Regions from separate parts of the Mus musculus genome. Here regions 1 and 2 are each linked to region 3. A link is a contact called in public HiChIP or PLAC-seq data. All regions are on one chromosome and are shown on one strand. The core of a region is the stretch at or near the end of the contact, and the rest is flanking DNA. Distances in the headings are between cores, read along the strand shown. Region 1 has its middle 160 kb from the start of Gm31135. Region 2 has its middle 190 kb from the start of Gm31401. Region 3 has its middle 27 kb from the start of Gm31463.

Evidence for each region. HiChIP or PLAC-seq counts read pairs in DNA pulled down with a chosen protein or histone mark.
Region 1: an HNF4G HiChIP or PLAC-seq map of pancreatic cancer cells shows a contact between it and region 3. The contact joins two enhancer-like sites. A contact is called at or near these places in 1 of 15 datasets of contacts at CTCF or cohesin (the NIH/3T3 cell line), 1 of 484 Hi-C or Micro-C datasets (nephron progenitors) and 1 of 115 datasets of contacts at active chromatin or transcription factors (pancreatic cancer cells).
Region 2: a contact with region 3 is called in a FOXA1 HiChIP or PLAC-seq map of pancreatic cancer cells. The contact joins two enhancer-like sites. A contact is called at or near these places in 1 of 15 datasets of contacts at CTCF or cohesin (the NIH/3T3 cell line), 3 of 484 Hi-C or Micro-C datasets (embryonic fibroblasts and pancreatic cancer cells) and 2 of 115 datasets of contacts at active chromatin or transcription factors (pancreatic cancer cells and trophoblast stem cells).

What each region holds. Positions count from the first base shown.
Region 1 is chr8:8,325,467-8,329,511 of GRCm38.p6, reverse strand. No RefSeq gene overlaps it. Among named protein-coding and RNA genes, the nearest start is that of Gm31135, 160 kb to the left of the region's middle. Within about 2 kb of position 1,266, at least 24 of the 459 cell types and tissues checked have an H3K27ac peak or open chromatin away from gene starts, as enhancers often do. A contact at or near this core is called in the NIH/3T3 cell line and pancreatic cancer cells, where this site is marked.
Region 2 is chr8:8,272,761-8,277,077 of GRCm38.p6, reverse strand. No RefSeq gene overlaps it. Among named protein-coding and RNA genes, the nearest start is that of Gm31401, 190 kb to the right of the region's middle. Within about 2 kb of position 2,642, at least 52 of the 459 cell types and tissues checked have an H3K27ac peak or open chromatin away from gene starts, as enhancers often do. A contact at or near this core is called in the NIH/3T3 cell line, embryonic fibroblasts and pancreatic cancer cells, where this site is marked.
Region 3 is chr8:8,601,242-8,605,393 of GRCm38.p6, reverse strand. No RefSeq gene overlaps it. Among named protein-coding and RNA genes, the nearest start is that of Gm31463, 27 kb to the right of the region's middle. Within about 2 kb of position 2,598, at least 109 of the 459 cell types and tissues checked have an H3K27ac peak or open chromatin away from gene starts, as enhancers often do. A contact at or near this core is called in the NIH/3T3 cell line, embryonic fibroblasts and pancreatic cancer cells, where this site is marked.

The DNA of each region.
Region 1 (4,045 bases), core at 17-2,516, 270 kb after region 3:
CCCACCCACTCCCACTTCTTGGCCCTGGTGTTCCCCTGTACTGGAGCATATAAAGTTTGCAAGACCAAGGGGCCTCTCTTCCCAGTGATGGCCGACTAGGCCATCTTCTGCTACATATGCAGCTAGAGACACGAGCTCTGGGGGTACTGGTTAGTTCATATTGTTGTTCTACCTATAGGGTTGCAGATCCCTTCAGCTCCTTGGGTGCTTTCTCTAGCTCCTCCATTGTGGGCTCTGTGTTCCATCCAATAGATGACTGTGAGCATTTGTGGGGTCCTTCTTAGAGCCACATGTGGATACATGGTTGCTACACAGAATTCTATCCAGAGTCTGTCCATAGGCTTTGCATTTGGCATTGTAGGGTGTATTTAAAGTGGTTTTTTGAGGTTTATTTTTTCCACTACCAACTCACGCTTACTTAAAAAAAATAGCTATAAAGAAAGAAGAGAGTAGAGCCGGTGGGTGAAAAGGTGCTTGCTGCCACAACTGGCAGCCCAAGTTCTATTCCCAGAACCCGCACGATGAAAAGAAAGGCTCCTGCAAGGTGTCCTCTGACCTCCACTCATGCGGTTTGATACATGTGCTCACACACATACACACATTTAGATATGGAGAAAGGGATGGAAATGGCCCATAGTTTGGGCACCTGTTATACTAACAGTACAGTTCTTTATTTTCTGATTTGCATAAACTACTATGCCACATAACAAGCTGCCCCCTCTACATTTCTTTAACTCAGTACACATCTTTTCATGCCATTAAAAGCTTATTTATATCCTTATAACACAAACATAGCACTAGAATCATTTTGAGACCCTACGATGTTGTTACTATGTGTCACAATTTGCAATGCTTCATGTGAGTGCCTTTTATCTCTTGTTTTGTGTTCCCCTTTACTGGGCCCTTCAGCTCAACACAAGTTAACATGCTTTCCTTATCCCAGTCTCCTCCCTGAGTCCCGAGGTCAGCGTCTGACACATAATGGAGTTTCAACATTTCCTGTTGAGTGAATGAGTGAACGAGCAGATGAATGACTGACTCCATCAATCAAAGCCATCCCCCCTCCTCCTTTTTCTGAGCATACAGACCCTCCTGGGCCCTTGGAACAGCCATACATTTCTCTGTGGTTGGCTGTCCATCTGGAAGCTGCATGTAATAAATGCCACATCACAGGAAGTTTAAAAGGATGAAAGAGATAGTATTTATAAAATACTTAACTTCTCTAGAAGGACAATCCCAGCCAAGTCCAATGAGTGTACTGTTATCACAGACTCTGCTCAGCCCCATTAATCACACGCGTTTCTCTGGCTTGCATTTTCTCTGAACAGCTGTGTGTCTAACAGTTGTTCCCTGGAAGCATTTCCTGGAAGCTGAGTTGGAGCACTAGCCTCTGTGAGTGAGTGTCACACTTTTTCAGAATAGCAGGGTGTTTTACACTAATTAAAAAGGTGATTCCCCGCCCCCAATCTGCTCAGGTCGGGTTGGAAGTTATTACCTTAATTTTGCCACCAGGAAACTGACACAGAGAGACACCTACTCACACAGCATTAGATGGAAGATAATAGAGGGAGAACTTGAATTTGAATCTTCTGATTTTCTATCTACTCAGTGAATTTACCTTATTAGACTTTTTAAGTCTGTAGAAAAATAAACAAAATTCTTATAAAATAATATTGAGTTTTAAGAATAAACCATTGGCTTCAGGGTATCCAGGTCAGAATGCTCATTAGTGAAATTTCTTAATTACAATGTATTTAACAGAGAGCCTTCATATGGAAGGTTGTGGTTCCCACCCTGTAGGCTTTTAAACCTAAAGCATAATATCAAAACATGCAGGATGCTTGGGTCTGGTATGGCAGACTCACAGGGCACAGCCCAGATAGATGCTAATGTTAGAGCACTCTTGTTACACTGGAAACATGCTTGCTGTAGTTTTCAGCAGTAAACAGATTGCCTATGAAAACCAGACCAGGATGGAGATTGGCTGATTTCTCTCTCTGTTTATTCTAGTATTTGCTGGGCAGTAGGCTTCTGAGAGGAACAAGGAAAGTGAGACACTGTTTCTTGCAGAAGTGCATTTCTTTGGGAAGGATCTGAAACAAATGGCTGGAAACACTGTAAGATCCTTTAAGACTGTATCCATCGGGAGGTAGAACATGCAGGCTTGGAGGAACAGAGGGCAGTTATAGGTGGAAACAATGGAGGATCAGGAGGGGGGTGACAGTGGGTGGCAGGGGCATGGCTCTTTGAGGAGACACCTTTGAGCAGAGACCTGAGTCTAAGAGAGGAAAGTGCCAATGGCCATCACACAGACACCAGGCCCCTCCCCCTGCCTGATATGTTATTATTAGCATTTCCCTTATTCTTAAGATGCACATATACTCATGTAGTTTGGAGTACATATGTGAGTATAGTTTTTGTTTTGTTTTGTTTTGTTTTTTGTTTTTTTTTTTGTTTTGTAGAGGACAAAGTAAAACATTGAATGTCTTTCCTCAGGTTCCAGTCAGCTATGTTTTGTTTTGTTTTGAGGCAGTGTCTTTCACTAGCCAGGAACTCCCTGAGTAGGCTAGACTGTCTGTCCAGCAAGCCCCAGGCATTCACCTGGGCCTCCTTCTACTTCCCCAACACCACTACTTCCCCTTTGTCCCTTTCGCTGTTCTTTCAACAAGTCCACTGTTGCTTCTGCTGCAGCTTATTAGGTCACTCAACCTGGAAGGAGCCTGCTGCTAGGCACTCCCTTGACCAGGGGAGGGCCCAGGGAGTAACTCCTGAGGTTGTGGTGCCAGCCCACGAGTCCGACAGGTAGAGGATGCCTGGACGTACTGTCCTAAGAACACATACTCCTGCAGATTCTAGAACTCTCTTGGGAGCTGTAGGAGAGGCTGAGAGGACTGGTAACATGGCATTGTTGAAATCACCGTCCTGGCAGCAGTGGCCCTCCTCCTTATCTTGTTTTAATTGCCTTGCTTGTATTTGGCACCAAATGAAGGAAGGGATATAGAAGCAGGGCCTTACCAAAACAATGATCCCTTCCTGAGTCGTCACTGCCTTCTGGAACATACTTTTGGCATCACTTGGGGACATTTCAATCCTGGAAGGCAGATAGATAAATCACGTTTAATGCCGTCAGGATGCAGCCTTCTCTTTCTGGGTCTCCGACCCCTAAAAGAACACAGGAATTAAATGAGTTGCTTCTCTCGATTCCTAACAGCAGCTGCTGAGCCACGACGCCAGCCAATTCTTCTGCGAGGCTGTTTCCAATTTCTGTACCTCTCTTTGCCATTCTGGCTCTGTTTGGAAAGTAAAGAAGGTTTCTAAATATTTTGAACCCCGGGGTCCTCTGTGGCTTTCTTATGTCTTCTCCCCTTTCACCAAAACATAAAGCAAACACAATTATTTGCTTGGGTAACTCATTCTTTTCTATTCGCGTGGTGGGATGGAACGTAACCCAACAAATCCGTCTTCTCCTGCGTCTGTCACCATCTTCCTGATGTAAGAGGTGTAGAGCCACCACAAGGAGCATTTGTCTCAGAGGAGGCAGCACAGATGGGTTATCTCAAAGAGGAAGCATGTGAGAAAAGGCGCCGGCCCAGAGCTCCAGAGAGGCAAGGTGCAATTAGGAACTTGCTCATTCCCTTTCTACTTCCCTAATAGGGCATCACTGGTAAATGGTAATTAAGACACAGCTCTGAGGCACGACAGTGGGACTCTCACAAATGGACCAACTCGTTTTGTCAAAATCATATCCAAAGCCTCTTTGATCCCACCTGTGAGCCACACCTGTTTCTCTCTTGGGCTCAGTAGCCTGTCTAGGCTGTGCAAATTCTCTTGCCTTCCTCCATTGTACCCAGGCGCACATACACCTGTTGCCCTAGACCAAGTTCACTGGCTTTGATCTCCAGGCACTGTAGGAGCCCTCAGCTGTGACAGGATTTTGGTTAGGCTTCACTGCCCTGGAATGCAGGTCTCAAGGGCTCTGCCCCTGCAGATCTGATAATGAACGTTCCAGGAGGGGAGCCTGGTATGTTGGGATGTTCCAAAGACA
Region 2 (4,317 bases), core at 1,393-3,892, 330 kb after region 3:
TGTTTTGTTCCCAATTCTAAGAAGGGGCAAAGTGTCCACACTTTGGTCTTCATTCTTCTTGAGTTTCATGCGTTTAGCAAATTGCATCTTATATCTTGGGTATTCTAAGTTTCTGGGCTAATATCCACTTATCAGTGAGTACATATTGTGTGAGTTCTTTTGTGATTGGGTTACCTCACTCAGGATGATGCCCTCCAGGTCCATCCATTTGCCTAGGAATTTCATAAATTCATTCTTTTTAATAGCTGAGTAGTACTCCATTGTGTAAATGTACCACATTTTCTGTATCCATTCCATTGTTGAGGGGCATCTGGGTTCTTTCCAGCTTCTGGCTATTATAAATAAGGCTGCTATGAACATAGTGGAGCATGTGTTCTTCTTACCGGTTGGAACATCTTCTGGATATATGCCCAGGAGAGGTATTGCGGGATCCTCTGGTAGTACTATGTCCAATTTTCTGAGGAACCCCCAGACTGATTTCCAGAGTGGTTGTACAAGCTTGCAATCCCACCAACAATGGAGGAGTGTTCCTCTTTCTCCACATCCTCGCCAGCATCTGCTGTCATCTGAATTTTTGATCTTAGCCATTCTGACTGGTGTGAGGTGGAATCTTAGGGTTGTTTTGATTTGCATTTCCCTGATGATTAAGGATGTTGAACATTTTTTCAGGTGCCCTTACACTTTTTTTGTAAAGATTTATTTTTATTTTATGTGAATTGGTAGTGCATTGCCTCCATCTATGTCTGTATGTGAGGGTGGCAGATTCCCTGGAACTGATGTTATAGACAGTTGTGAGCTGCTATGTGGGTGCTGGAAATTAAACCCAGGTCCCCTGGAAGAGCAAGCGGTTAGTGCTCTTATCTTCTGAGCCATCTTTCCAGCCCTCTGATTTATACTTTTGTTCTGTGATGTGATTCTGTCACATATTTCAAGTTTCTAGTGTTGTTGTAAACAGATCACTAGATGCTGAGTGCCTCTAAACTTATTGTATAAAGACATGAAGTCAAGGAGCTAGACTGGTGTTGGGTTAGAGGGCAGATGCGAAGCCGCTACCAACAGATACGAAGTTTCCCAATTAGTTGGCAGAAATGATCTCAAGAAGATTATGCTGGTCATTGTAAAATAAAGCAAAAATATTAGATTGGTGTCTTTAATGGGTGAATGGAGTGGTATGTGAATTGTATCTCCATAAACATTTTCCAAAAAGATGTCTTCCAGGTTTGGATGTCAGGGTACTCATGGGATTGATCCAGGTGTCAGTGGGATTGTGCATGGTCTGGAAGCTCTCAGGACCAGTCATTTTCCTGATGCTCTGACTCACAGGCTATGTCCTTTGGCTCATGGGTTCTTCTTTTCATCAGCCTCATCACTGCAACCTTGTCAAACCTCTGCTTTGACCTTCTTCTTTCTTATGAGGATGTTTGGGATTTATTGGTATCCAAGTGGATGATTTGGGCGTGTTTATCTCATGTCAAAATCTTTACTGTCACTATATATGTGGTTGGGGGGAGGTCTATGGAGCTGGACATTCTTGGCCCTTCATGGGGAAGATGGGGATCACTGTTGCTAGATGATGATGGTGGTGGTAGTGGTGGTGATGATGAAGATGAAGATGTATATGAGGAACACTGAAGTGTAGGGGTGAGTGTTTCAGCTTCTCTGAGGAAACACACAGCTCCCTTTGCAGTGGGAAAGTTTGCTTCCTAAGCAGTCCTGTCAATTTAGACTTGTGATTTTTCATAAGAGATATGTGTGAGCATTTGAGGCCTGGCCTCTCTCCCCCACTGAGCATATAGGAAGTGACAGTGTGCTGACTTCATCTGAGTGGTGAGTTTATCAGAGTGCTGGCACCCTCCGAGTCTCCTCCAGCCAAGTAATTTGTACCATTCAAAATGCAGCTATTGTTAAGGAAATGATTTAAAGATGATTCACATGTTGATGGTATGTAGCACCTTCTGAAAGGATTTGTCAAATTTGCTGCTTTGCAGGGCTGCATGGAAGTCTGTGAAGATTCCCCTTTAAAAGGATTTATACAGAACTGTCTTGTCATTCAGGGTGTGGAACCAGACATTATGAAAGTGTTATCAATTCAGCTATATGACTGTTGAGCAACACTGCCTTTCAGGCTTGAAAATAGTAGGCCTTTTGGAATGGGGAGAACACCTTATAAGGAGATTCTCATCAAGAAAAATAGACACCTTTAAAGCAAATCTGATTTTTACCATGGGTTTTTAAGGTAGACAGAATGACAGTCTTCGCAAGGGTCATTTAGATGAACAGAAAGCTAAGATGGCCTGTGATGTTAAAGGTTTCCTCAGGCTGGAGAAATTCTGGCAAATGTTGGCAATCACCATCTAGGTATCCAGGCATCTAGGCCAATACTTTGATGCACTTTAGGAGTCTGCCTATATCCGTTTCATCTTACTGCCATACTGAGGGGCTCACAGAGTCATGGCAGACATAAACTATACTGGAAACAGACGCTGTCCCTCTGAGTCCTGCTGGCAGTGCTACCACTGGTGTGAAGGCTGGATCAAAAAATCTCACAGTTGGATCTGAGAGCCAGATGGCTTCCCAAGTAGGTCACAAGAATATCTTGTGTCTTGGTCTCTGGCTGCAGAATGTGTGAATAATGGGATCAAGCTTTTGAAAGTGCCAGACCTCAAATATTTCCGTATGTAGATAATTGCTGGCACTGATACCTGGCCTGATGAGTAACTTTCTAATTTTAAATTCCTTCAGAGAAGGATATTTCCCAACTTGAACAGCAGGAAGCAGGATTTCAGTTAGATTTAAAAGCTGGCTAATGGTAAGGAATGTTAAATACTGAAACCCGTCTTGATGGAGACAGTGATATCTCCTCTGGAGGTCTTTCATACAGTGGAGGTGTTGTATTCCTTGAAGGCAAAGGATGGTTTTAATATGATGAGTTTGCATGTCAATGTTGGCGAGCTCTACTTTCAGAAACTCTTTTGTCCTTTAGATGATTTGAACCTGAAATGTGCTTCCAAGAGTCATTCTTCAGATGCTGGCTACCCACCACATAGGGTTATTTTTGAAGGCTGTGAAGCCATCTGGAGGTAGGACATAGCTGGTAGATGTGGTCACAGGGCGTGCCTTTGCAGGTTATACCCTCCCTTCCCTCTCTATGATGAGCTGTTTTAACCAAGGCAAACTATTATTCTTTCATATTGTTTCTATCAGCATTGTGGTCACAGTGATGGGACAGTAGCTAATGCAACACCCCTTTAGGTAATGTGGTAGTCTTGTCTGTGTTCCTGCTCTGTGACAGCCAGTTACCACTTAGACATGAGACCCCTCATAATTATTTCTTGGTTTGTACAAACAAAAGTAGAGACTACTCTGAGGGCTTGCAACTTACCAGATATTAATTCTTGCCAAGGAACAGGAAATGTAGGCTTACCTGAGGATTCAGGCTATAGCACACTTTTGTTTAGAGCTCCATCCTTTCCGGTGTTCAGGGCAGAAGTGTTACATCTGTTGAGAGCTGATCTATAGAATTATACAACTTGTAAAAGGGTGATGCCTGCTGCAAGGGATCTGCATGTCTGTGTTGGAAGGTTGGGCCAGGAAAAAGGAACATATTGTTATTGATCTATAAGCTCAAGGACCAATCCAGCAAAAAGAAGAGATCACACCCCCTGGAAAGAAATGGTACCAACCTGGTGATTGCCTTTCAGAAAAAGGAAGATGATTGTGGCAGGAAGATTTGTTTGTTTCATTCTTCAGTGTCTATTGTCTCCCTGCTTGTTCACACAGAATAGTCAGTTGATTGTCTCTGGGGCTTCATCTGCTCCTGGAAACTGTATTTCTTTCCTGACATGACCTACACTGGAAGCCAGAGGCTGGCACGTGTTTTTATAGATGACCTTCAAAAAACCTAAAAACAGCACACTTATATCAAGGGTTATACAAGTCTAGGAGTACATGAGAGTAGATGGATAAATCAGGGGATGAAACACATAAAAACAAAAGATGGAGGTTAATAGTTCAATTTTAAAAATGAATGCACAGAGGCTACAGAAGGTGTGGTCCAAAGGGCCATGTTGCATCTTCAATTGGTAGCACGACTTCATACCAGCCCCCATATAATGATAGTCATCCCAGCATAAAAGATTCCAGAGTGAGAGGGTTGACATCATGGGTCTAGACAGTGGCAGAGTCTAGCAACATGTATCAAGATCAGATTTCCTGCATGGAAGTCTTAAAAGAGCTTTGGTTGACACTGAGGGTAAAACCATTTCTGGCATCTACAGCTAAATGAATAGGTATAAGAGTTTTTCTATTGTGAAGATA
Region 3 (4,152 bases), core at 1,349-3,848:
ATGTTTGTAGCCACCAAAACAGTTTCCCTCAAATGTCACAAACATTTATTAATCTGCAACTGGTCATAAAGGACACAAAGATCAGGAGGTGGTCAGCCCTCTAGGTGTCTGAGTTCTAACCAGAGAGAGGAGGAAGAAGGGTCTGTATTCACCAGCATGTCCCTCCTGGCTGGGCTACTGTAAGTCACTCCAGGCCAGATGCCTGTGGATCCTTCTAGGAGGGGTACCTGAGCTGGAGAACAAGGAGGCCTGCTGCCTTCCTCCTTCCTGTTGACAATGAGGTGAGGGCTCCATTTTTCCTTGTCTGTGCTTTAGTCTGGCCAGGAAGATAACATTGCACCACGAGGGAGCCTGACTAAGGACTGTCATTGTGCTCAAAAGCCAAGTGATAAGATGAATTCTAGATAAGGTTAAGGGGCCAGTTCCTCATTCTCAGGTGGGGTCAGGGTCACTTCACTCAAGCCCAAAGCCGTGCAATCCGGCCCAGTTGGGGTGGGGAGGTGTTTACAAAATTCTTACGATTACAGCCCAATTATGTGTTATGGTGTTATATTGTGCATTCTTGCTAGCACACACACACACACACACACACACACACACACACACACACACACACACACACACACAGACACACCATGCAACTGAAACCAAAGCTCCATGAAACATTGTTATATGTACGAGTGGTATAATCTGATACTTTGTGTAGATTTTCATTTCACCATGTGTCTGTGTTTTAAGTAATTCATTACATTTATTTCATAATGATCTCAGAGAAGCTGTACGAATCTCATCCCCAGCCAGGTTATCAAATGTCACATAGCAGTAGAAAACATACTGTTACCTCCATTTGGTGACGTTTTTTATGCTAACCTAGGACCTAAGGATGGCTTTTAGCTTGTGGAAATCCTCCAGCCTCAGCCCCTCAAGTGCTGAGATTGTGCCTCGCTACTATGATAATCTTTTTTTTTTCTTTTTAACTTAAATTCTTTTTTTTTCTTATTAAAATCAGATCACATGGGCCAGCCAGGTGGTTTAACAGGAAAGGCATTTGGCTCCAAGCTTGATGCCCTGAATTTGACTCCACCCATGTGGTGAGAGGAAAGGGTGAACTTTCATTAGTTGTTCTCTGACTTCCAAACGTGCTGTAGTACTTCCATGCCCTGAGAAACACAAAAATAAATAAGTAAATGTAGTAACTCTTCCCTCATAGCACATTCCAGCCTCTGATCCAGTGTCCCCGTGTCCTTGTCGTCTGTAAAGTAAATAACAGTATTGCAGTTTCCAGTGGTCGTCTCCGTGACTGGGTGTGGTCACGTCCACCACTGCCTGCAGTTGGCTTCTGTGCTGGCCATTGTTGTAGAGTTCCCACAGAGTTGATCTAGTGAGTGGATAAGCACTGAGCTTTAAAACATGATTATTTAAGTTTAAGAACCACACCCAAAGAAGGATGCTTCCTCTCAGCTGCCATTTCATGGCAGGATGGAGAGTTATAATTGAAATATACAAGAGTACACTATCAGCCCTTACAGCATTTAGCTTAATGTTCACCAAGTCATAGGTGACGACACTTCGAATTTATTACCCATATAATCTGCCAATGCAAAGAATATTGGCAGCAATCTAGGCCAACCTGGGCAACGTCCGCAGTAATGCCACAGTTATAAGGATGTCTCTGGTGGGGACCCAACTGGTCCTTTAAGTCCCTAGACATAGCAACCTGAGCCCCAGGGCCCTGTGGCCAAGAAGAAGAGAGTGGAACTCAGCCTTGTGGCCCTGCGAATACACCACTGGATAAGCCCTACCTTGAATGGGTATCTTACAACAAACCTTTGCTGTGACAGCAGGAAGTTGTCATTTACAAAGTTCACACCCAAGAGCCAACTGCATGGTTGGCTTTTTCTTTTTAAACTGTAAACAATATAATAGTCTTATAGGCAAGACAACTTAGGTGGCTTGCATTCATGTCTGCCATTGGCTATATGTAGCCCCAGACCACAAGTTGAGGGAGCCTGGAAGGTGGCGCTCCTGAAGGAATCAGAGGAGCCAATTTCACCTGCAAACAGTGTGCAGGTGAAGGGAGTGAGACATTCCTCCCTCTTATCCCAGCAGCAACCTGGCATCTGATAGCTTTGTGACTCATATTAGGTCTGTGAACTCAGACAAGAAACACAAGCAAACCCCACAGCTCCCTCTTCATCTGCACTTCCCCTCTTCGGCCCCCTCAGCTTCTCACCTCCTGCTGCCATTGTGAATAGAAGCAGGGTTGCTTCAGCTGATTCAGAGAAGCCCATGTTGAGCCCACATGACTCTGGAAGGAGGTGATTCTGTCAAGTCAAGATCCTGGTTAGTGGGGGCAAGTGGGTTTGGTCAACCAGGTGGCTCCTGCAGAAGAGCCTGGAGTGTGCGTGGTTACCCCAGGAAGCTGAGTCAGAGATGGGATGAAAGTCCTGGGTGAGAGAGTGAGACAGGCCTGGAGCCCACACAGTGCACTAGATAAGCAGAGACGAAGGAGCCTGGTGTTTGTAAAGTGGAGTCTGCCTGCCCCACCTGCTCCTTCCAGTTCCTGGGGCACAGATGACTCAGAACTTGGCAGGACTGCCTGCCTGGTGAACCCAAGCTGCCCCAGGAACTGCTGTACCCCACCCTCTGCCTCACGAACTCCTGTCTGCTCAGCGAGGCAACTCTCCTTCAGGAAGTGGCACTAGCTACTTCTATGAAAAGTGTGTCACCGTGTGGCCAGCCAAGAAGGAACTCTTGATGAGTTTGGTGGTTCAGGACACTTTTAGCAGTTTGGATAAGTCGTGGACTCCTCTCTCCTGATGACAAGATTTTAAAATCCATAAAATAAAGTGCACAGCACATCACAAAGCCAACTATTTTGAAACTGCTCTCAAAGGAAACCAAATATCCTGAAATATGTTTATCAAGTGTTATATTTGCAATATAATGTAAGACACTTGCCTCTTTCCCACACACTGAGTAACCAGATACCCTCAGTGCAGTAGTGACTACCCGTGGCCTGGTTTTATGCTTGCTGGTTTTCTTTTTTTTATGGTGCTGGTAGACGTGGAACCCAGTGCCTTTTGGATGCTAAGCAGGTGGTATACTGCAGAGCTACAGCCCCATCCTACAGGGGCATTTCAAAGTTTTACCAACAATCTTGACCTGCTGCGACCAAGCAGTATCTAAGTTACAAACAAATGTAACATTTCCCATGACACAGTCGCGAAATAGCACAGCTCTTGTGCAGTTGGAGGGTGGGAGAGAGACTTACTAAGAGAAAACACTCTTTGATGCCTCTGACTTATCAATCAAGGCCACGAGCTCAGTTTTTCAAGTTGCCATCCGGGATGTGGAAGCCTGTTAAATGGTAGAACGCAAACTTTGGCCACAGAGGCCCCCTTGCTTTGCTCTCCTCTACTTCCCGCAGAGCTAAGTGCGCTATCCTTCGCTCATCTCCTCTTCCGACTCTGTCTGGACCGTCCCTTCAGTACACGAGGCCATGCTCTAAGGCTGTGGTCCACTGTGGACCTCAACCTGCACACCTGAAAGTTTTCACCATTTCATTCACTGTGGGAGGTGCGCAGGGCTAACTGAACAAAAAATCGTGACTTGCTTCTAAATATTGGTGTGGCTAGGCCTAGTGGTGCCAACCTGTCATCGCAGCTATATGGGAGGATGTAGCAAGAGGATCCTTGCTTGGCTTACAAAAATAAGTGTACAGCCAGCCTGGGTGACTTAGCAAAATCCTGACTTATATAGCACATTGAAAAAAAAAAAAAAAAATCTAGGAAGTAGGTCCATGTGGTAGAATGCTTGCCTAGCACGCATGAAGCCCTGTGTTCAGTTTCCAGTACAAAAAAAAGATAATCAACTCCTATATGAAGCTTATGTCAATGCATATAACCACATACTCATTATGTTAAAATGTTCATAGATAGGACAGGAGAATACAGGCTTCAAGGGCCTTAGTTAGATGGGGAATCAGACAGGAGATTTCCTTGTTAAATCTCAGAGGACCAAGGAGCTACTTCAGCACACAACCTGGGAAACGGATGGGTCATTTGAGGCCTACACACAAAGCTGCAAACAGAGGAGACTGCAGCCGTCATCGCTGGCAGATGAAAGAGAGGAGAGCTGTTCTCTGAGGAT